Linked DNA regions of Mus musculus: regions 1 and 2 are each linked to region 3. The links are chromatin contacts, called in public Hi-C and promoter capture Hi-C maps. All regions are on one chromosome and are shown on one strand. Each heading gives the region's core, a stretch centred on a gene start, on an enhancer-like site or on the middle of the called end of the contact. The rest is flanking DNA. Distances are from core to core; before and after follow the strand shown.

What was found. Promoter capture Hi-C pulls out the DNA fragments that hold promoters and counts their contacts. Hi-C and Micro-C count contacts between places; a contact is called where the count stands out from the background.
Region 1: a contact with region 3 is called in a Hi-C map of cortical neurons. The contact joins the enhancer-like site here to the promoter of Ifi27 in region 3. A contact is called at or near these places in 5 of 39 promoter capture datasets (the 3T3-L1 cell line, cranial neural crest, hippocampal neurons and 2 more), 3 of 484 Hi-C or Micro-C datasets (cortical neurons and palatal mesenchyme) and 3 of 115 datasets of contacts at active chromatin or transcription factors (astrocytes, effector CD8 T cells and memory CD8 T cells).
Region 2: a promoter capture Hi-C map of embryonic stem cells shows a contact between it and region 3, with 2.4 times the contacts expected there. The contact joins the promoter of Cox8c here to the promoter of Ifi27 in region 3. A contact is called at or near these places in 8 of 39 promoter capture datasets (cranial neural crest, embryonic stem cells, hematopoietic stem and progenitor cells and 3 more), 1 of 484 Hi-C or Micro-C datasets (the G1E-ER4 cell line) and 1 of 115 datasets of contacts at active chromatin or transcription factors (bone marrow-derived macrophages).

Annotation. Positions count from the first base shown.
Region 1 is chr12:104,065,933-104,069,278 of GRCm38.p6, forward strand. No RefSeq gene overlaps it. Among named protein-coding and RNA genes, the nearest start is that of Serpina12, 23 kb to the left of the region's middle. Within about 2 kb of position 1,774, at least 158 of the 459 cell types and tissues checked have an H3K27ac peak or open chromatin away from gene starts, as enhancers often do. A contact at or near this core is called in astrocytes, cortical neurons, effector CD8 T cells and 2 more, where this site is marked.
Region 2 is chr12:102,897,976-102,901,307 of GRCm38.p6, forward strand. Cox8c (cytochrome c oxidase subunit 8C) reads left to right here and starts at 1,331. Exons shown (of 2, transcript NM_001039049.1): 1 at 1,331-1,516; 2 at 2,270-2,559. The coding sequence starts at 1,391. The coding sequence ends at 2,362.
Region 3 is chr12:103,432,772-103,436,041 of GRCm38.p6, forward strand. It overlaps Ifi27 (interferon, alpha-inducible protein 27), which reads left to right and starts at 1,418. Exons shown (of 6, transcript NM_194067.2): 1 at 1,418-1,579; 2 at 2,651-2,802. The coding sequence starts at 2,685. It also overlaps a transcript of Ifi27l2a not described here.

The sequences.
Region 1 (3,346 bases), core at 524-3,023, 630 kb after region 3:
GGAGAGAGGGAGAAGGGGAGGGGGAAAGGGGAGAGGGAGAATCAGTTAAGGCCCAGCTGACTCTGTATAACTGGGTATATGTGTGATTGGAGTCTGGCTCCAGTCAGACTGAGGCTAAGGCCTAGCCAACAGGGATCTTCGGAAGCGGAAACCTAAAGACTTGAAAAGCATAGTAAAAGAAGAAGGAGGAGAGAAAGAAGGGAGCCCTCAAGCCCCCACGGAAACAACCAGACCTGCCGCTCTAGCATTCAGGACCTGGCAGGGGTGGGAGACCCCGCTTCTTTCTGCAGGGACCCATTCTGTACAGGATTGATCTGCCTGAGGCTTACCCAGGAGGCCAGCCAAGAGTTTCAGAATGAGAGCATTTGCCCACAGGGTTTGGCGAGTACTTTGTGCCCGCTCTCGCCTTCTGTGGCGATCTATACTTTTATGTTTACATAGCTTCATAGATTCGCCTTCTGTGGTGATTCAAAAAGGCAGTGTTTGTCATTGTCTCTGGCCGCTGAACACTCAGTTTCCAGTAGGTGGCGCTGTTTGTTGGGGGTTTGATGAAGCAGCCATGCTGGAAGTCTGTCTCTGAGGGAGGCTTCTCTCCAATCCCAGGTCACTTTCTTTGCGTCATGCTTGTGGTTGAAGGTATAATCTATCAGTTTCCTGTTCCTGCTGCCACACTTCCCTGCCATAATGAACCCTTATGCCCCTGGAACCTTAAGCCAACATAAATTCCTTCTTATGTAAAATGTCTTGGTTATGGAATTTTATTATGGCATCAGAAAAATACTGAATATCCCCTTGCTGATTTTGTCTTTACTATCTATTCACTTTATTCTCAGAGGGAGGGTAAAATCACACTCAAGCTAAGGATTGACCATCTCATCGGGGACTGTCTGCTACTCCAGCAACTGTGCCTCTCTTAGAAACCCCCCCCCCACACACACACACACACACAGAGAGAGAGAGAGAGAGAGAGAGAGAGAGAGAGAGAGAGAGAGAGAGAGAGAGAGCATTGTATGGGGACACTGGCACTCTCTCATCAAAGCTGAGCATCCCCAAACTAGGATAGGTTGCTGGCATGGCATATAGTCAAGCGAAGACTAACAGAGACTCATGTCAGAATATAGCAGTGTAGCTTCAAATGACACAAATGGAGTGGAATAGTACCGCCTCCACACAGTTCTTTATCATTACACTGTAACATGTTGCTTTGCACCACATGGTGGGACTCGTGGTTACGAGTATGTAGCAGAGGATGGCCTAGTTGATCATCAATGGGAGGAGAGTCCCGTGGTCCTGTGAAGGTTCTATGCCTCAGGATAGGGGAATGCCAGGGGAAAGAATTGGGAGTGGGTTGGTTGGGGACCAGGGGGAGGGGATAGGGGATTTTCGGAGGGGAAACTAGGAAAGGGGCTAACATTTGAAATGTAAATAAAGAAGGTAGCTAGTTAAAAAAAAAAAAGAAGGAGAAGAAGAAGTTTAAATCAGGAAGTGGCTCTCCCAGTCAGTCTTTCTGACACCCAGGTCACCGTTTTCTGACACTCGCAGTGTCTTGGCCTAGGTTCCACAATGAAACAATTCAGAGACGTGTGATTTATTAGAAAGGTCCCCACTCTCCAATCTGTCCCTTCCAGTATTCTGGTCATCTGCTCCAGAATCTGAAAAGCAGCTGCGTTTTCCACTCTCAGTTTTTATCTATGGCAAGCATTACTAGACAACCCCAGAGTAGCCAGAGCTAGACATTACTAGACAACCCCAGAGTAGCCAGAGCTCCAGGCAGTCATCCAAACAGCCAGTCAGAAGACTGTAGCTGGGGAGACAAACGTGCTACTGTCTGCCTCAGGGTTTGTTTCATCATCCAATCGGTAGACTATGGCATCTCTTTCTGCCCCAGGAAAGTGGGTTCTGAGATTCTGAGCTCAGGCTTTGTGGTGGAAAACAGCCCACACTCCTCTGGTGTCGCCACCTGCCAGCAGAGTGTCCCCCACACCCTTCTTGTCTCTAAGGAGGAAGCTCTGGGTCTAGCCTTTGAGAGCCATTATACAATTTTAAAAGGACTAACAGTGAATCCCTTATCCGTACTGTCATCTCTTCTTCCCTGTGGTATGAGTTTAAATAGAGTTTTTCTTTCTTTCTTCCTCCCTCCCTCTCTTCCTCCTTCCCTCCTTCCCTCCTTCCCCCCTCTTTCTTTCTTTCTTTCTTTCTTTCTTTCTTTCTTTCTTTCTTTCTTTCTTTCTTTCTTTCTTTCTTTCTTTCTTTCTTCCTTCCTTCCTTCCTTCCTTCCTTCCTTCCTTCCTTCCTTCCTTCCTTCCTTCCTTCCTTCCTTCCTTCCTTCCTTTCTTTCTTTCTTTCTTTCTTTCTTTCTTTCTTTCTTTCTTTCTTTCTTTCTTTCTTTCTTTCTTTCTTTTTCTTCCCAAGACAGATTTTCCCTGTATAACCCTGGCTGTTCTGAAACTTTCCCTGTAGACCAAGCTGCTGGCCTCAAACTGAAAGATCCCCTTCTGCAGTGCTGGGATCAAAGCTGTATACCACTCTGCCTGGCTTGATTAGAGTTTCTTGCTGAGCAAGGGCAAGAGGTCTTTGCTGGAACCAAGGGCAACTTACCAGTGACTACATCACTGAAGAAAATGGCACCCCTTCTCCTCATAACTGTTAATTTATGATTCCTCATGCCTTCTTCTCAATCCATGATGAGCTGTTGGGGCCCAATCTTATAGAGATCTGCAGACAGCCACACGAGTTATGGACGTGATGGCTATGCTATGTCAGGGAGACTTCTTTTTGCGGCCTGTCCCTCTGTCCCCCGGGTCTTACATACTGCCCACTGTCTCTTCCTCGGGGCTGCCTGACTCTGGGAGAGGGTGATGGATGTCTTATTACTGATGATGACCATAGGTTACAGTTCTCCATCAAGTGCTTCCTGCTGAAGTAAGGAGGTTCTCTGGTGAAGACTATGCTCTGCACTAATCTGTGCTCATAAACACGGTGTCTGGAGGGCAGTTTGATAACACGACCACTAAGTAAAACGATGGTAGCAGGTTCCCCTACAGAGCCCATGACTTCCCAGACGAAGGCTTTTGACCATGTTCATTAATGACATATTAAGTTCATTAATGACATATTAAGACATAATATTAATTTAATATTTAAGACATATTGGTTGTATTGGTATAATACAACCAATTCCAGGCTGCTGTCAGCTCCAGCCGGACACTTTGATGTATGTGAACCTGTACGCATATAAGTATCCCCAAGTCCATGGGGTTTGCATCCTGGCACCTCAGAGTCTCCTGTGGGATGAGGGGTGGAGGGGGTGGAGAAAGAAGTCACCTAGCCACTTTATATCTCTCCT
Region 2 (3,332 bases), core at 81-2,580, 530 kb before region 3:
AGCAGCACAATACACTTTCTACTCCCCAAACAAGGCACTTATTATCTCAAAGGTTATTTATACAATAGGCTTGCAAAAGAAATATTTATGATATTAAATTTCAAAACTTATAATAATCTATTCTATTTTTCTATTGATGAATACAAATTTAGTTGTTGGTGATTTCTCATCTTCTCTTCTGGGCCCAGATTCTCTGTACCGTGAATCTTTTTAACATCATCATCATCCTATAAAATTTCTTTCTTTCTTTCTTTCTCTCTCTCTCTCTCTCTCTCTCTCTCTCTCTCTCCCTCCCTTCCTTCCTTCCTTCCTTCTTTCTTTCTTTCTTTCTTTCTTTCTTTCTTTCTTTCTTTCTTTCTTTTTAATGTTTTTTTTTTGAGACAGGGTTTCTCTGTGTCCTGGAACTTGCTCTGTAGATCAGGCTAGCCTCTAACTCATTGATCTACCTGCCTCTGCCTTGGGATTGAAGGCGTGCACTATCACTCCTCAGGTTAAAAACCTGATCTTAGTCTTGTCTCTCTTTTCTCTTTTAGTTCCTTTGTTGCCTTCCCTCCCTCATCCCTTCTCACCCCCTCCTTTCTTTCTCACACAGCTCAGGCTGGCCTCCTGCTCTAACCTTAGCCTAGCATGCAGGGCCTTGACCTCCCAACCCCCTGCTTCCAAACTAATGCTGGAATTACAGATGTGGTCCACCATGCATGGCTTTTCTCTGTTCGTTTGTTTTCATTGTTAAGAATTAGTTTACAGGTAGGGAAGAAGAGTTATCAGCAAGTAAAGCAAGGCTAAAATAGACGCACATTTACTTTGCTCTGGTTTGTGAAAGGATGAGCTATAATGGTTTTAGTTCATTTACTGATGTAGTATGCATGGAGCCCGGAGTTAAAGCGTCAGGATCACAAAAACTAATAGAAAAGGAAGTTAAAAAAAAAATACCAGGAACACGATCTATGGAAATTTTAATTTATATTCTAGAGCAGTGTAAAAATGGTATGATATCTGCTATTGACTAAAAGCAACGGAATACTGAGCAATAGCTATAGATGTTGGCAGCCAATGGTCCCTCACCTTGTGTTAGGAGAAGAAAATCAGAAAATCCTGAGTGTGGCTTTGGGACTGAATAGGTTTGGCAAAGAGTTTGGGAGAGGGCAGGAAGCTGGACTTGTGAGGACATAGGTGGGAAGAAGGTAGAGAGTGGCAGGGCCAAAACACATACAGCGGAGAAGCAGGGTCGGGTAAGAGCTCAAATTCCATGCAAAGGGCTTGAGTGGATGGTGCGCATGCTCAAACCAGCTGCCCGCCCTTTCCTCGCGCACACTTTACCAACGGCCTTTGACTCCGACACTGGTGGTCTCCGGTTTGCTCTGTCTCAGTGGCCCTTTTCTGACCTGCGATGTCTCGCCTGCTGCTACTCTGCTCTTCGCTCCTCCGCCACCGTGCAGTCCTGTTCTCGAAGCCTGGCCACCCAGGCCGCCTCAGCCACTCAGAAAGCCCACAAAAAAAAATCCTGTCGCCCACGGTGAGGTAGAACCCACTTAACGGTCCAAATGGGTGTGGAGGGGGGAGTGTGTGGTGTGTGTGTGTGGTTGTGTGTGTGGTTGTGTGTGTTGGCAGCTTCAGTTGTGGGGTCACTTTGGATGGCGGTTCAGGGCGAGGATGAGAGTCCCAAGTAGGACCTGGCTCTCCATTATGGAGGCACAGGGTCCTCGGTTCACTCCAGGGTAATCTACCTGCCTGGTGGCCAAGACATAGCATTTTCTCTAAAAACTGGTGGAGAGACGCTAGACATAGTTGAGCTTCCAGAATCCAGAGGTCAGAAACCGGCAACTATTGAAAAAAAATGAGTTTTTGAAAATTCAGTTGAATACAAATGGAACACGTTGCAGGACCCAAGACTTTTTTTTTTTTTTTTGGTCATATGACAAATTTCACAGCATACTTTTGTGGATGTGTGCACTAAAGTGCAGGTATCTGAAGAGGCCAGAGGTGTTGGATCTGGAGCTAGAGTTGACTATGTCCTGCCTGATGTGGATTCTGGCAACCAAATTTAGGTTCTCTGCAAGAGTGGTATAAAGTTTTAGCAGATGAGCCATTTCTCCGACCTCTGAGAAAGATCTTTAGCTGGGTGTATAAGGAAGGGGAAACACCCAGAGTTTTGTGCATAAAAGCCCACAAAGTCGGTGTTCTGCTGCCAACCTCCACGCCTCTGCCCATAAGCCGTTTTACTAGGCAGTGGGCCATACTCATTAATATTCCTTTTCTTCTTTTCCAGGAATCAGCTGTTGGGATTGTCGTGTTTTTTACGACCTTTTACATCCCAGCTGCATATGTGCTAAGCAGTCTGAAGTATTTCAAAGGAGAGTAGATACAGGATGTCCAGGAGCAGCACGGCATGGCTCCTTTAAATGGGAAAAAGTGCCTGTTTGAACCTCCTCTGACGAGTTAGTCCTATAACTGTCTGTGATGTTCTACACTTCGGTTTGTTTTTGGACTGTGCATCATATGGACGACGAACATAATCTGCTTAAGTGTTAAATAAAATGGAAACACTTGTTTGTGCTTAGTATTGCTTTCTTTTTTACTTATTTTGTTTTGGCTTGAAATGCTAGGTAGCCAACCCAAGTGCTCGTGCGTGGGAGACACTCTACCACTGAGCCACAACCCCGGCAATTGTCTTCTGAATATTATTAAAGCTGACAAAAATTTATTAAAATTACAGTGAGAAAATTTATAAAAATTACAGTGAGAAAAAAATCAATGAGGATTGTTATGAAAGGTTGCATCAAAAGTTTTGTGGATGTTGAGTACGTGAATCTAATAACCTCAACTGTGAAAGATTAAACAGGCTTTGAGGCCATGGCGGTTTGAATGAAATGAGCCCCCACAGCCTCAGAGGGAACGGTACTATTAGGAGGTGTGACCTTGTTGGAGGAAGTGTGTCACTGGGGGGTGGGCCTTGAGGTTTCCAGTGCTCTGTCACTCTTTCTTTGCTGTCTGCCTAATAGAGGCAGAACTCTCAGCTACCTGTCCAGTACCACGCCTGCCATGCTTCCTGCCATGATGACAATGGACTGAACCTCTGAACTGTAAGCCAGCCCCAGTTAAATGTTTCCTGTATAAGAATCGCCATGGTCACAGTATCTCTTCAAACCAAGATAAGGGTATTATACATTTAGCTATGTTTTTCATGTTTTGCTGGTCCCATTTTTGCTGTGAGAAGATTGTGTGTGTGTGTGTGTGTGTGTGTGTGTGTGCGTGTGTTCTGGGAATGAAGCCCATGGCCTCTCTGTGTGCTCCAGCCCTGAATTTCAGTTCTGTAATGATTCATCTTTTCA
Region 3 (3,270 bases), core at 168-2,667:
CAGAAAAGAAGTCTGGATGTGTGCTTCCCATGAGTGGATGTACGCTTGCCCCTGATTGAATGTATGCTTGCCTCTGATTGGGTGGAAGTGAGACGGACAAAGCTCTTTGCCTTTATTGTACTTTTTGAATATTCTGTAGTTATAGCAATTATATGCCTTCCCAGTGAGAAAAACATCCACACACTTGAGGATTAGAAAAGAGAAGGTGGGATGGAGAGTTGGCTCAGTAGTCAAAAGCACTTCTTGTTGCACAGGATGCCCATGGCTCTCACCGCCTCTTCCAACACCAAGCACAGTGTGGTGCACAGATATATACACCCAGACACGATACTCATGCACATAAAAGAGTAAAAATAAATATACATTTTTTTTAAGGAAAAGGCTTCCTACTAGGCCTACAACTAGTAGTTGTGGTAACAGTGACAATAATAGGCTCTGGCTAATGTACAAAGATAACTGGACACAAGATTTTACTAACTTATTTACACCATAGGCTTAGCATTCGGCAGGAACTGTCACCCTTCGGTCTCTTTCAGTCCCAGCCCCAGGGTACACTTTGAATATTTAACCAGAGACAGGAGACTGAAAGTCAGGCAGCTTGGACAGATGGGAGATTTATACAGCAAAGGTATTGCCGGAATTATTTTTAATTTCACCAGTGTTGTTCCTTTTGAATGTTTGCAACCCAGGTCTATCTTGCCTGCATGCAGAATTCAGCCTTTCTTAATAAGAGGTTAGGGGGTTTGATGGCAGACTAGGACTTAAAGGTGGCTGTGACCTTGAGGTGCTCTCTTGAGTTGCCCTTTAGAGCCTGTTCTTTGATATGGGGAGGGAACAAAGGTCTGATTATGAGTCAAGGTTGTTGCCCGTTGTTACAGGAACGGAGCCAGATTTGGGTTCATTCTTGGTGAACAACAGCAAAAACCTTCTCAGCCACCCTAAACTTCAATCATGGTACAAAATTTTATTTTCTACAGTGTATAAGAAACCCAGTGATATTTCACTTTCATTCCTTTCATATTGGAGACATTCCAGTTTGTGTAATTTAATATTAAATTCGACTTCGTGCAACTTAATATTTTCTAAGTGACATTATTAATAAATGTTTACAACCTCAATTTTATTACTTCAAGTTTCTCCCACAGCACTGTCACTGGAAGGAAAAAAACCCACTGGCAAACGTGTTATATTTTACAATACTTTGTAAACCGATTAACACTCAGAACCCTCAGTAAAAGAATAGTGAATTTTTCTTCCCAGCCAAAACAGCAGTGGGAATGGAAATTTTTCTCATTGGCTGCCTTCCATCACTGAGTGTTTCTTCAATCTGAGTGGATTTGTCGGGCCTGGAGAGAGCTGGGGAAATAGAAACCTATCTTATTGGCTGTCTTCAGTCACGGGGTGTATCTTCAACTAGAGTGGATTTGTCGGGCCTGGAGAGAGCTGGGGAAATCGAAACTTATTTCAGCAGCTGTCTTCAGTCACTGGGTGTGTCTTCCTGCACAGTGGACTTGACGGGCCTGGAGGGAGGAGAGGAAATTGAAACCTATCTCATCCTCTAGTTTATTTACATCATTGGGTATGTCTTCTTTGACCACAGTAGAGTTTTCCACTCTGAAATGAACTGGGTTTTCCAGAAACGAATCCAAGATCCAGCTGTTGGTAGTAGTGGGGGTGGGGATGTCAGTTGGGGTCTTCAGGAAATCTTCAGTGGGTAGGTCCAGAACAGAGACCCTACTCAGATGCCCCTAGGCCTAGGAGGCAAAAGTCCTCAGAGGCTGAAGGGAAGCCAATGTACAGGCTCTCTCAGAAGCCGTCTAGTTCTTGAAAAGGCACCTATCTATAAAGGTAATGGGTTATTTTTCCTAAGCTGGCGCAATGAGATAATTCAAGTCAGATTAATTCTATATAGGCAGATTTATCAGGAAGCTGCTCTCAGGCAAGATCACTGGCCACAAGGACCAAGTTCAGGGACCTCATTATGGTGATAGGAGGATGAGACAGAGACATGTGCATGCACCAAGAGAGAACAGAAGTCCAGGAAGAGACAGTTAGACACCAGCATGTCTGGACCATTTAGGGAAGAGGCCTGGGCTTATGGCAGCCCAGCCTTTGGGCTGGACAGTTCAAGGGTTGGGCCAGGGTATGCCAGGGAGGGACTGAGGGATGCTGGGAGAACCTGGAGGCCAGGTCTGGAACCTGGAGGTCAGGTCTGCTTTGACATGTCAAATATGCACCTCAGTCTCTTGTCCTTGGGTCTGAAACCAAATAGTGGGTGTGTTCCAAGAAGGAAGGGACCCCAGGCCCTATTAGTCTCTGAAGGCTAGAGGTTGGTGAAGTGAGCTATAAGGGTTAAGAGTAATGTAGTCAGCCTGCCACTTGTAAGCAGCTGGACCAGGCTGGTTTGGTGCCTAAGGTCTTTGCTATGGAGCCTTCTGGCCTGGAGTGAATCACTTGCACTGTCTAAAATGGCTCCTTAATCCCTACAAGAAGCAGGATCTCAGACCCTAGGGCTGGGGCCAAGCCCAGTGTGGCCACCAATTCTGAGCAGCCTCTCTCTCCAGCCGGGAGCCATTCAGTGTTTGCAGGTTCGTTGGTGGAATCCAGCTCTTGGTCTCCAATCTCATCAAAACTCCAATTCACTCCATAGATTCGGTTCCTGTTTGGAAACTTAACTGGTCCTCATGGCGTTTTCGGGCACAGGGACACTGGTGGCTTCCATTGTCTCCAAGATGACATCTTCAGCAGCCATGGTCAAAGCTGGAGGGGCAGTCTCTGGCACCATTCTAGCTGGTTCGAAGGGTGAGTGCCCATGGAAGAATGGAGAGTGGGCTGGGGGGTGGGGCTGGGGACAGCTATGGAGCATGTAGCATCCTGACCTCAGAGCTGCCCACTGTCTCACATCCCACATAGTCTTGACTCTGAAAAATACCTGAGGGAGCCAAGACTAGTGTAATGAGGCTGGGTCTGAGTCCCTAGAAACTCAGACCTACCTGCTTCACAGGGTCGTCCTCTGGAACTTTGGTCCCTGGGGTCTGGAGCTGGGTCCTCCCATCTCTTCTCACTGACTCACCAACAAGGTTCATCTTTTGTGGAACTGTCAGTCCTGCTGGCTGTACAAGCCGTGGTATGGACTTAAATAAAGTTAGCTCCTTCCTCCAGCTTGTGAAGGCCTCTCTGATTTTATTTATTTAATTCCCTTGCACGAATCTTCTTTCTCAGCCCCCAATTTCCAGCCTGCTGTGGAGATTTTCTTTATCATTTGCCTGA